3 separate regions of the Arachis hypogaea genome follow, and all the other regions are linked to region 1. Evidence: chromatin contacts called from public Hi-C data. All regions are on one chromosome and are shown on one strand. Each heading gives the region's core, a stretch centred on a gene start, on an enhancer-like site or on the middle of the called end of the contact. The rest is flanking DNA. Distances are from core to core; before and after follow the strand shown.

Region 1 (4,207 bases), core at 562-3,061:
GATGTTAGCCTCCGGTAAATCAACCTCAACTAATTCTTCAAACTCAACATACAATTCGAGAATAGACACTTGTGCCCGTGTTTGTTGGTAGATCGAAAACATTCCTTGCATACTTCCTTCGTCAACCACATTCATCATTTGAAACTGAACGAAACCACCGAACACTAAAACAGGCTGTCTATAAAAAATATTAACGACTCTCTTTAATACTTGATTATCACCACATTGACAAAGTATACTCTTAAATTCCTCGTATGTTATTGCAAAAGGAATAACAATATCACGTGGATTCTCACAAACAAAACTCACACCCTCAGATGTTTGGGGAAAGATTTGACCATTATAATACATTTTCAAACTAATACCTCTCTCCATTTTTATACTCTTACATTCTCAAAAAAATAAAACACTCTCACACTCAATCAACCTAATACCGTTCCTCCTTTTATAGTATTTCAATTATAATTTTTTATTTACGAAAATACAATACGCAATTTGCGGATTAACAATACGCAATTTGTGTTTTTGCAATTCGCAGTCTGTGGATTGACAATACGCAGTCTGTGTATTGACAATACGCAGACTGTGTATTGTCCCTTTAATATTAAAAAACACAATACGCAGACTGTGTATTGTCCCTTAAATATTATAAAATTACAATCCGTCCTTTGCGTATTGTCCTCATGGCTGTGGCAGACAGAATCTGCTCCTGACAATTCGCAGAGTGCAAATTGTCCCGCCGCCAATAATTTTGCAAAACACCCTCACTTCCAATATTGAGGCATTACACCAGGTTTTTTTACAATAACTAAAAAAATGAACCTGAAAGAAAATGTGTATGCTGAACATTATTATTGTAAATGAAATGACAAAGAGAAACATGCATATATATGTAAGTCAATTGTGAGTTGGTGACATAATTCCTCGTCCGACAACTCTATCGTCATACTCTAGATCATAGGTCCTAATTACTAACTTTCTTAATTAAACCCATTTGATAATAAAAATAAAATAATGCTGAATTCTACGTATAGTTAGTACTTAGTAGCAGGTTTCGAAATTTTAGGGTCCATTCCAATTGCTTTACGTAATTAAACTCCCTTTTTGTTATGGCTAAGAGTACTTTTTTTATATCAATCTTATTTTATCCTTAATCAGGATGAAGAATCAAAAGTAGGTGATAGGAATGCATGCCTTTCTCATTTTTATTCACTAACTTATTAGAATCATTTCCCTGTCTGGTTTTAGACTAAAACTAAAAATTTAATTCATTCGGTACCTTTAGAAAGTAAAAATATAATAAACTAAAAATTTTGGAAATAAAAAATAAAAGTTTAACAATATTTTTTAATTTAATCTCTTTAGTACCTTTAAAAAGTAAAGATAAATATTTTTTCATATGCATATTTATCTTACTTAAACTAAATAACATACTAAAAAATAATTTAATATTATACCCTTTGCATCAATCATAATGTAGAGGCTTAATTTAATTTCAGCCTGATTTTTTCCGTCTCTCTTCCAAAGACAGCATAAAATATAAAGTCACTCATTCTTATTTTTTGTGTATAACCCTAATTGTTATACTAATAAAAAAGTTAATTTATTTTACACATGCATCTAATTAAATAATCTTAAAATACTCATTAGAGCATTAAAATTACTCGTAAAAAATAAAAAGTTTTGTAAACAATAATATTCATGTTCTAATTGTTTTCTTGATTCTTTTATTGAAATAATATTCATAGAGGACTTCCAATATCTTTAAATTTTACAACATTAAAATGAAATGCCAATGCTCCATTATTGTTAACTTACATAAAATTTTAGTGCTTATTACATCTTGGTTTTCAGCATTTCAGGGGCTGGTTTTGTTCAAAACCAGCAACTCACATCCAAGTTGCCAGTGTTTGACTTAACGCTACTCTCACTGGTCTTATTCAATCACAACCATTTTAATACTTTAGTTCATTAAAGGACAAAAACAAAATTAGTAGTTCGTTCATTAGTTAATTAAAACCAATTAGCTGGCTATCTTATTTGACTTGACTGCACAACATTGACCAATATATACATAATTTGTTCATTTACCAGCATCACAAGGCTTATCTTCTATTCAATGTCCAGAAACATGGCCAATTCCTCAACATTCTTCTTATTGTGGATGCTTTGTAGTGTTGCTCTTGTAATCTTCATTCAGGCACAACAACAAACAGGTTAGCGTCATAACAATGTAATTAGAGTGAGACTAAATTTTACTCTTTCTGCAACACTATTATTGGACATGTTTGTGTTCTATGATCTTTGTTCTTGTTCATCATCTTGGAATACTGTATAAAATAACTTTGAGTGCGGATTCAAGCCATGAAATCAGCCAACTGATGTAATTATCAGGTTAAGCTGCCTACATTACACCCTTTGGTGCAGCACTTTCCTGAACCTTGCGTTAAGGTGGAATGCTTGTGCACCATGCTGCTTTTATATGCATAAAATGTGGTCTAGGAGCATTTCATGGTTTTACTTTTAAGGCTTTCATATCTCAGATTTTTGCATGCATGTCAATTGGGGTGCTTGTGTTTTTCAGTTTCTTAATCTGCTTTGTCTTTCTGATTTTAGGGTTCATAAGCATTGATTGTGGTAGTCCTGAGAATCTTCCATACACAGATGATGTAACAAATATAAAGTATAGCAGTGATGGATCTTATATACAAACTGGTGTTAACAAAAACATCTCCACTGAATATGCATACCCGAAAAATCCCAATTTGCCAGAGCCACTCTCTGATCTCAGAAGTTTCCCTCAAGGAGTGAGGAACTGTTATGGCTTAATTGCTGGAAGAAAAGGCAATTTACATTTGATCAGGGCTTCCTTCTTGTATGGAAACTACGACGGCAAAAACAATCTCCCTGAATTCGATCTTTATGTCGGCGCCAATTTCTGGTCATCGGTGACATTTAGAAATGCTTCAGAGGAAGTTGTATTGGAAATTATCAGCATGGCAGAATCAGATGTTACTAATGTTTGTCTTGTAAATAAGGGAAAAGGAACTCCTTTTATCTCAGCATTGGAACTTAGGCCTATTTATAGTCCTATTTATAATGCAGAGTTTGGTGAATCTTCTTCTTTGTTACTTTTCAAAAGATGGGACATTGGTTCAATAATCAATGCAAGCGGAAGATATCAAGATGACGTCTATGATAGAATTTGGTCTCCTCATGATTCCCCCTCTTGGGATTCTGTAAAAACTTCTTCAGAAATCAATGTCAATGCTAATGGTTATAGAGCACCGTTTGAAGTCATGAAGAATGCTGCTAGGCCTAGGAATAACAGCGATTCTTTGGAACTTTCTTGGACCCCAGATGAACCGAATTCAAAGTTTTATGTCTACTTGTACTTTGCTGAATTGGATCAGCTTCAGAAAACACAGTTGAGGAAGTTTACTATATCTTGGAATGGATCTCCCTTGTTTGAACCTTTAGTTCCGCACTACTTATATGCAACCGTTGTTTCTAATTCGAAACCATTGGTGGCGAATGAACATCATGTTTCTATACAGAAGACAAAAGATTCAACCCTTCCACCTATTCTTAATGCAGTTGAGATTTATGTTGTAAGAGAGCAAGACACAATTCCAACACTTGAACAAGATGGTATGATGTGAAAGTGCATCTCAAATGTTTTCTTATTTTGTGATTATTCTTAAAGTAAATTTAGTTTCTATTTATACACAGTTGATGCTATGGTGGACACTAAAGAAAGATATGGAGTTCAAAGAAATTGGGTTGGCGATCCGTGTGAGCCAAGGAACTACTCTTGGGAGGGCATAAGATGCAACTACAGCGCTTCACTTCCTCGCCAAATTATATCACTGTGATTACTCTCTAGCTCTCTGCATACCATGTTCCTTATTTCATATTTTGGCTAGAACTTAAACTTCAATTCATGGTATATATACTTAGTAAAGAACATTTTGTTTTGATAGGAATCTAAGCTCAAGTGGTTTGAGTGGAATAATAGCTCCTTCCATTGCCAATCTCTCTTTGCTGGAATCATTGTAAGTACACATCTTGAAAAAATGAGAATGTAATATGCTTAGCATATTTTTTGTGTTACTGAATAGAAGCTACATTATCTTGAACATAGGGATTTATCTAACAACAGCTTAACCGGAACAGTCCCTCGGTTTTTAGAAGAACTGAGATTCCT
Region 2 (4,036 bases), core at 848-3,347, 130 kb after region 1:
TGTATTATATATATATGGTATTTGGTTATGTATATCCATCCAAGATATTGAGGTGTGGAATGTCATTTTTTTATAAATGAATAATGAAGAGAGTTTTTTAACTTTAGTGTATTACTTTGGAAAAATTAAAAAAAGCGAAAAACACAGGTGAAATTTACAAATAGAAAATACGCTTAGTCTTTTTATTCGATAGTTGATTGACAGAAATAAAAAATAGAGCTAGGTGTGTGGGGACAAATTGGGTAAAGGAATTGTTTTAGAAGAACATTGAATAATTACGTTGATAATGAATTTTACGTTTCGTATTTATTGTGATAATTTTTTTAAAGGCAAAAAAATATTTTATTTTTTATTTAAAATTTAAAATATAAAAAAATTCTCAAATTTTACGATACAAGAATATAGGGAATACGTACTTTTTACTTTTTTGGGATGCGAAAAAAATCTAAGAATAAAATAAAAACTCACGTTAGGAAGTAAAAATTGTAAAATAATTCACATTAGTGAAAATCTATAAATTCTTACTATAATTTTTTTTCGCATTCCAAAAAATACGTATTTTCTGTATTCTTGTATTGTGAAATTTGACATTTTTTTATTATTTGAATGTTTAATTCTATATTTTCTTTTTAATGAAATAAATTTTTTTCGCTTTTAAAAAAAATTATCACAATAAACATGAAACACAAAATTCATTATCAACCTAATTATTCAATATTCTTGTAAAATAATTTTTTTACTCGCCTTGTCTCGCACACACCCAACTTTTCTTTTATCTCTGCCAATCGACACGGAATAAAAAGACTAAGCGATTTTTTATTTGTAAATTTCACCAGTGCCTTTCGCTTTTCTTAATTTTCCTAGAGTAACGCATTAGAATTAAAAAACTTTCTTCACCATAAAAAATGACATTTCACTACTAATTCAATGGCTTAGATGGGTATACATAGCCAAGCACTATATACATATAATATATTACACGTAAATTGCTCCAACGATTTATATCCAGACTTGCTTCCACGAAAACAACTGCTGCAGTTTCTATAGACTTATAAAAAAATTCATATGCGTCTTGGTATTTAGAAATATGTAATTGAGTAAATTTTTCCTCCATTTAATTTATTTAAGTAAATTGTCCTAAAAAATATTTATAAATAAAATTAATTTCGATTAGTTAAATAGTCAATTTATTTATTGCTTAAATAAATATCAGTAGTTCAAATTTTACATTATGTGTATGATAATTTATTGGTCAACGATAAACTTTTAAATAAAACTCTGATTTACGATAAATTAATTTTTAGCATGTCTAATTGAAAAGTACCATACTAACAATAAAATCTTAAATATCTTAAATGAAATTTTTAATTTATAGTAAATTAGTCTTTGACATTTCACACTTAAAGATATCATAAAAAAATAGTACTAATAGTTGATGTACCCAAAAAAATTACTGTCGAATATAATATCATTGTTATTATAAAAAATTTGAATACTAACAATTTTGATTATAAAATATATAAGCTAACCTAATATCCACCAAGGATTAGGCTTAGCCGATTGAACCTATCCCCCTTAAACACCCTCTAATAATGATGGATGGTTTTGTTAAAAAAAAAAAGGTAGTTTATTCAGTAATAGTGATGAACTAATTAAAAAGAAGAAATAATCAACCAAAGTATTTATTGAAAGCCAAATTTCATAAAGTTGATGTTGATTTCATTATTGGGTAATGGGTTGTGGGCTGTAACGCATACTATTGCACTTAATTGGCAAATTCTCTAAGGTCTAATAATAGCTAGCCTCATATCAGAATGCTATATATAGTATAGTATATAGATCCATATATAAAAGACAAAAATAGCATGCATCAAAATCCTATCCATTGTATTTTTGTCAGCCCATTTCTATTTTTTGTTTTCTTTCTAATGGGCTTGGTTGGACAATCTAAATAAAATAAAATAAAATAAGATTGAGGAATAAATTGACGGTTGTAAGGTCTCGCTATTTTTATTTTAAGACTATAGCCATATTTAGTTAGTAACAATTTGTGGTGAAGAAAAGATTCAGGAACAATAATTTTGCGGTTTAGTTTTAGTGGCCTCCTAATTACCCGGCAAGGAGGTTTTGAATTGGATTATAAAAACCCCTGGATTATTCAATTGATTTCATGTTTCATCAGTGCTTTGTTTCTTAGGTGATTTGGTTCTGTATTTTTCTTGAGATACAATAAAAATGGCAACCGTTGGTATGATCACTTATTAATTTTATTCATTGTCTATAACACACAGTTCCGTTATTTTTATATTTCTTAATTAGGTACAAGTTTTAATGTGATGTTTGCATTTTTTTCATGGATCTCTCTCTCTATATATATATAGAAGTTGCAAAGAACATGGGACAATCATCAGAAACCAATGATGAATCATCCAAGGGATTTGATGCTCCAGACACCAATGCATTTGGACATTCATTCAGGTTGCAATTCCATTTCCATTATTAATCTCCTTTAATTTTACTTTTTCAATTTAACTCTTTTAACTTGAAATTTTTTGTTGAACATTTTGGCAGGAGCTATGATGCTGAAAGTGAAAGGCAAAAGGGTGTAGAGGAATTCTATAAGCAACAACACATCAACCAGACATATGACTATGTAAGAAAACATGCATGATGTTTCTTTCAATAATTTTCATCAAAATATATTTTGATTTGATGCTGACCTAAATTAATTGTATAGGTGAAGAAAATGAGAGAGGAGTATGGGAAATTCAACAAAGGAGAAATGAGTATATGGGAATGTTGTGAGCTTCTCAATTCAGTGGTGGATGACAGTGATCCTGATTTGGATGAACCTCAAATCCAGCATTTATTACAATCTGCTGAAGCTATTAGAAAAGATTTTCCCAATGAAGATTGGATGCATTTGACTGCTCTTATTCATGGTATATTTATACATTATTAAATTCTAATATTCAATTTGGTTCCCATGCATATATTATTTATTCTCTCATATATTAATACTAATGTTTAAAAATAAAGCCATTATTATTATTATTATTATTATTATTATTATTATTATTATTATTATGCTGATATTAATTATTGGCGGGTTTCAGATCTTGGAAAGATCCTTCTTCTTCCTCAATTTGGTTCACTTCCTCAATGGGCCGTCGTTGGTGAGAAAATTATTCTTTAAAATTCATAAGTGATAATTATAACAATTAATATAATTAAAGAAAATTTTTTTAACACATATAATTATCATCTAATTTGATAATTATATCCGATTCTGGTTATGAGATCGTTCGAGACAATTCAATCGTTGTTTCAAGCTCTTTCTTTTAACGGTGTTTAGATGTAAAATTAGATTTATAATAAACATAAGAAAAGTAACTCTAGCCTTAATAAACCTTTTTTCTTAAAAAAATATTTCCCTTATTTTTGAGATTTAATTACATATTTAATTTGCAGGTGACACATTCCCGGTTGGGTGTGCTTTTGATAAGTCAAATGTTCACTATAAGGTGAATAATTTTGTCTAAGAATCCCATAAATGATACTCATTATATATTTTTCATCTCAAATTATGAATTATTATCTAACACACATTTCCAATATTGTTGCTGCAGTATTTCGAGCAAAATCCTGATTTTCACAACCCTAAATATAACACTAAAAATGGGATTTATGAAGAAGGATGTGGACTAGACAAAGTAATGATGTCATGGGGTCATGACGATTACATGTACATGGTGAGAGTCTTATATAAAAAAAAAATATATCAAAATAATTTTTTTCATATTTTTTAATCAATTATATTGCACTTTTTTTTTTCTTTGCATGTTGTTTATGATATATAATAAATGGTACTTTTATTTGGAATATGCAGGTTTGTTTGGCAAATGGAACTACTTTGCCTCCACCAGCATTGTTCATTATCAGATATCACTCTTTCTACCGTAAGCATTTTTTTTTTTTTAATCAAATTCTATAAACTTCTTCTATGTAAAATTGTAACAATAATTCTCAATATCCA
Region 3 (4,023 bases), core at 39-2,538, 200 kb after region 1:
AATTTATCGTCGAATTTTGCTGCCGAAAAAATATGCTCATCTCCTCCCTCGATCTGTTCAAGTCCTTTCCCGGAACCGCCGTTGAGCTTCCACCATCAACCATTCTCTCTTCCCCAATCACGTCTCTGTTGCGTCGGTGTATTTTCCAACGAGACCACTATCTGCCACCACTCTCCTCCTTCGGGTAACCCACATTTATAGAAATTATTTGACAATATGACAAAAATAAAGATTCACTAACTCTCTTCCACAAATAAACACGAACGAAGGTAAGAAAAAAAGTTATTGTCTCACGAAATACTACCGAATCCTCGTTATATATAAATTTATAATATAATTGTTCATTCTATTTATATAAAAACATAAAATTAAAATTTTAATTATTATTAATTTTGTTAACATGAATCTAGGTTACAATATCATAAAAATGCGATAAACAATACAAAAAATTTTATATTTTAAAATGATTGGCCTTGAATAATAGAGAGAAATGAGCGAATAGTAACTATTAAAAGATCTGAATTCTGAGGTGCTTACCAACCAATAATAGAAAAGAATCTTCAATAAGAAAAGGAAACGAAATATGACAATGACAACCAGCCACAAAAGAGAAAAGTAGAAAACAAACAAGCCCATATTTTATTATTTTTATTGTTTTTTAGGCACACACGAAACTATGCGATTTTTCACTCAAATAAAATAAAAAAATTTATTATTTTTTAAAATCTTATTTTTTAGTTTTAATTTTTAAATATAAAACTCAAATTTTTAAGTTATTATCATTATATCCAAGAGTACATATAAGTACATAGAAATCCAGAAATAACAAACATGACTTTTTTAATGGTGGCAATAACAATCATTTTCATAGTCTTCAAAAATACACATAAGTACAAAAATAAGTCATATTTAATAAAAAAAATTTTTATTATAAATAAAAAATTTACTTTTCAATAAAAATATAACTTATTTTTTGAGCCGATAATAATAGCTGTCATTATTCATTGTGAAGTTTAAAAATTTGAGTTAGCAACTTTTTTTTTTAAATTTAAAATGGAGTTAGCCAGAAATTAAGCGAACTCTATAAAAAAGTTATAGAGTTTGCTAGTAAATACGACAAACTTGTTTTAAATAAAAAAAAATTCGTATTTAAAAAATTAAAATTAACAAATAGATTTTTAAAAATAATAATTTTTTATTTTATTTTATTTTAAAAAAAATCTCAAAACTATGTGACATTGACCCCTTCTACGCATATAGAATATTTTCGTAGTTTTTACGAAAATATAAACTAATAAATCACCACTGGAATCTTTTTAAACCTTCATTAAACATAATGATGCAGCATCCAATTATATATTCAAGCTAAATATAAAGATATTTAAGAGTTTTAACTTTTAAAGCAATTGATATTTTAAATTTTAAAATATCCGTGACTTTAAAATTAAATGTATTTAGACGTAATTTATTTTTAGATTCATGAAATTTTAAATATACGAAAGAGTTGTAAGATAGTTAGATAGCATGATCAGCTGGGAATTGTGATTTTGAGTTTTTCCAAATCCAACCAACAACCACTGGAGTGTGATATATATAAGCTCTTGTTTTGTTGACCTTTGTTTGCAGTAACAGCATGATGGATTCTTCCCCTTTCTTGGGAACCGATTCTTTCCCCAGTAACAATCTTAGAAAATGCAAGATTCTTCTCACCTTCCTTCTAACCCTTGTGGTCGCTCTCAGCTGTTAGTTCTCTCTCTCTCCCTCTCTCATTTTCCCTATTTTGTTGGAACTTCCACTCTCAGATTGTTGTTGTTGTTTATGTTGTGAATCAATTCTATGGATAAAAAGTTTGATTCTATCATCTGTTTGAAAAAAAGTGTGTGCTGAGTACCCAAATTATATGCAACCGTTCAAAATTCTTTCTTGAATTTCTCATTTTCACTGCTCAGTGCTCACCATATTCATTCATGCCAGGGAAACTCAAAGCAGAATGCTTTTCAAATTGGATTAGATTTTATGAATATTCAGATTAATGATTACTTGCAATCTAGCATAAAATTTAGTTTAGATACCAGAGACAAAAATAACCCTTAGTTTGTAAAAATTAAGATTCTATGAGATATATTATGAGTTTAATTTTGTTACATAGTGGGTCCATCACATCCACTTTTTTGGATGACTATTCATGCGATCTGAAAAGTAGTTACAACAATAGGGCATCAAAATTAAATCCATGTTATATACCTAGAAATGTAGTTTTCTCATGCTGCCACCAAAATGACTAAGAATCACAAATAGAAGAGAAGCAGAATCTAGAAAAATGATGCAGATTTGAAAGTGACTAGTATTTTGAACTCTATGCCCTTTGACCAGCTTCAAACTTACTATATTTGCCTAATCACACTATTCTTCTTCAGTTGTTGGGTTTGCATTTAGAGGCAGCATAAATTTTGAGGTTGTACCAAGGTTTGAAAGTTCTAATGAAGGTGCATTAAGAAATCAGGCAGACATTGTTGAATCAGAACATGGAGTTGTTGCAGCCGATGATGCGCGGTGTTCAGAGATTGGTGCTTCAATGCTTAGGCAGGGTGGCCATGCTGTTGATGCAGCAGTGGCAACTGCATTATGCCTTGGTGTTGTTTTCACAGCTTCAAGTGGCATTGGAGGCGGCGCTTTCATGGTTGTCCGGTCTTCTTCAACCTCTCAAGCCCAAGCTTTTGACATGAGAGAAACCGCTCCTTCACATGCTTCAAAGGTTTGAGTTAACTTTTCATGTTAAATAAAATGATTTAGGATACAAAATTGATAAGAATGAAGCAATTGTAGGTTTGCACCTAACCGATGTGCTTCGATTTTGATAATTTTTCTTGCTTATAAATCTGAAAATAGCAACTAATGTTTGTTTAGATATATTAATGTCAACAAAACAGAACATGTATCAGAATAATCCTAAAGCTAAGAGCTCAGGTGCCTTAGCAATGGGAGTTCCTGGCGAGATAGCTGGTCTTCACGCAGCATGGTTAAAGTACGGACGATTGCCATGGAAGACCTTATTCGAACCGGCTATAAAACTCTCTAAAGATGGTTTTCTGGTATCTCCAACTCTTGAAGATTACCTTGCTGATGATTCAGATAAAATATTCAATGATCCTGGTTTAAAAAGCATATATGCACCTAATGGAGTTTTGTTAAAAGAAGGGGAATTGTGTTCTAATGTGGAACTTGGCCGCACCTTAGAGGCAGTCGCAGAACAAGGGCCACAAGCATTCTACAATGGGACTATTGGTAAGAAGTTAGTGAAGGATGTAAGAGAAGGTGGTGGAATTTTAACAATGGAGGATTTAAGAAATTATAAGGTGAAAATAACAGATGCCGTAACTTTGAATATGATGGGATACACAATATATGGAATGCCACCTCCTTCAAGTGGAACACTAGGCCTAGCTTTGGTGAGTACATTACATTCTATCCCTTCATTTGTTTTTAAATGACATTATCCTTTCTTGAATGATTATGGTATAAAACATATGGAAAGAGGCATATATGTTGTATCGGTTCAAGGAACTATTGTTTCTTTTATCTGATTCATATAGCCGACTCCAACTAGTAATACCAGACTTAATTGTTGTTGTTATTGTCATTTTCCACTGTATGATGTTTTATTTTGATTATTGGTATGTTTCAGGTTCTAAACATCTTCAACAGTTATAGAGATCCTGAAGCTGCAAAGGGCGATCTAGGCCTTCATCGATTAATAGAAGCGTTGAAACACATGTATGCTGTCCGAATGAACTTGGGCGATCCGGACTTCGTAGACATCAGTTACACTGAATCTGAAATGCTTTCCCCATCCTTTGCACAAAAAATTCAGCGCAGGATATTTGACAACGCTACTTTCCCCCCAGAGTACTACTTGAACAGGTATGAATGTATCCACTTGCCATAGTAATTTGATTGAAAAAAAAAACTCTCTTTGCTTGGCATGTTGCATAGTAATGTTGTTGATATGAACAAGGTTTAATC

Evidence for each region. A called contact is a pair of places that touch in the nucleus more often than the background predicts.
Region 2: a contact with region 1 is called in a Hi-C map of an unstated tissue, with 10 times the contacts expected there. The contact joins the promoter of LOC112802046 here to the promoter of LOC112802044 in region 1. A contact is called at or near these places in 4 of 8 Hi-C or Micro-C datasets (leaf and an unstated tissue).
Region 3: a contact with region 1 is called in a Hi-C map of leaf, with 5 times the contacts expected there. The contact joins the promoter of LOC112802049 here to the promoter of LOC112802044 in region 1. A contact is called at or near these places in 2 of 8 Hi-C or Micro-C datasets (both in leaf).

Annotation. Positions count from the first base shown.
Region 1 is chr5:94,829,128-94,833,334 of arahy.Tifrunner.gnm2.J5K5, forward strand. It overlaps LOC112802044 (probable LRR receptor-like serine/threonine-protein kinase At4g29180), which reads left to right and starts at 1,812. Exons shown (of 12, transcript XR_011882265.1): 1 at 1,812-2,216; 2 at 2,617-3,651; 3 at 3,733-3,871; 4 at 3,984-4,055; 5 at 4,145-4,207.
Region 2 is chr5:94,961,181-94,965,216 of arahy.Tifrunner.gnm2.J5K5, forward strand. LOC112802046 (inositol oxygenase 4) reads left to right here and starts at 2,098. Exons shown (of 11, transcript XM_025845041.2): 1 at 2,098-2,248; 2 at 2,382-2,478; 3 at 2,572-2,653; 4 at 2,738-2,942; 5 at 3,117-3,176; 6 at 3,472-3,524; 7 at 3,630-3,752; 8 at 3,890-3,959. The coding sequence starts at 2,236.
Region 3 is chr5:95,032,543-95,036,565 of arahy.Tifrunner.gnm2.J5K5, forward strand. LOC112802049 (glutathione hydrolase 3) reads left to right here and starts at 1,289. Exons shown (of 7, transcript XM_025845043.3): 1 at 1,289-1,742; 2 at 2,418-2,755; 3 at 2,931-3,449; 4 at 3,686-3,921. The coding sequence starts at 1,634.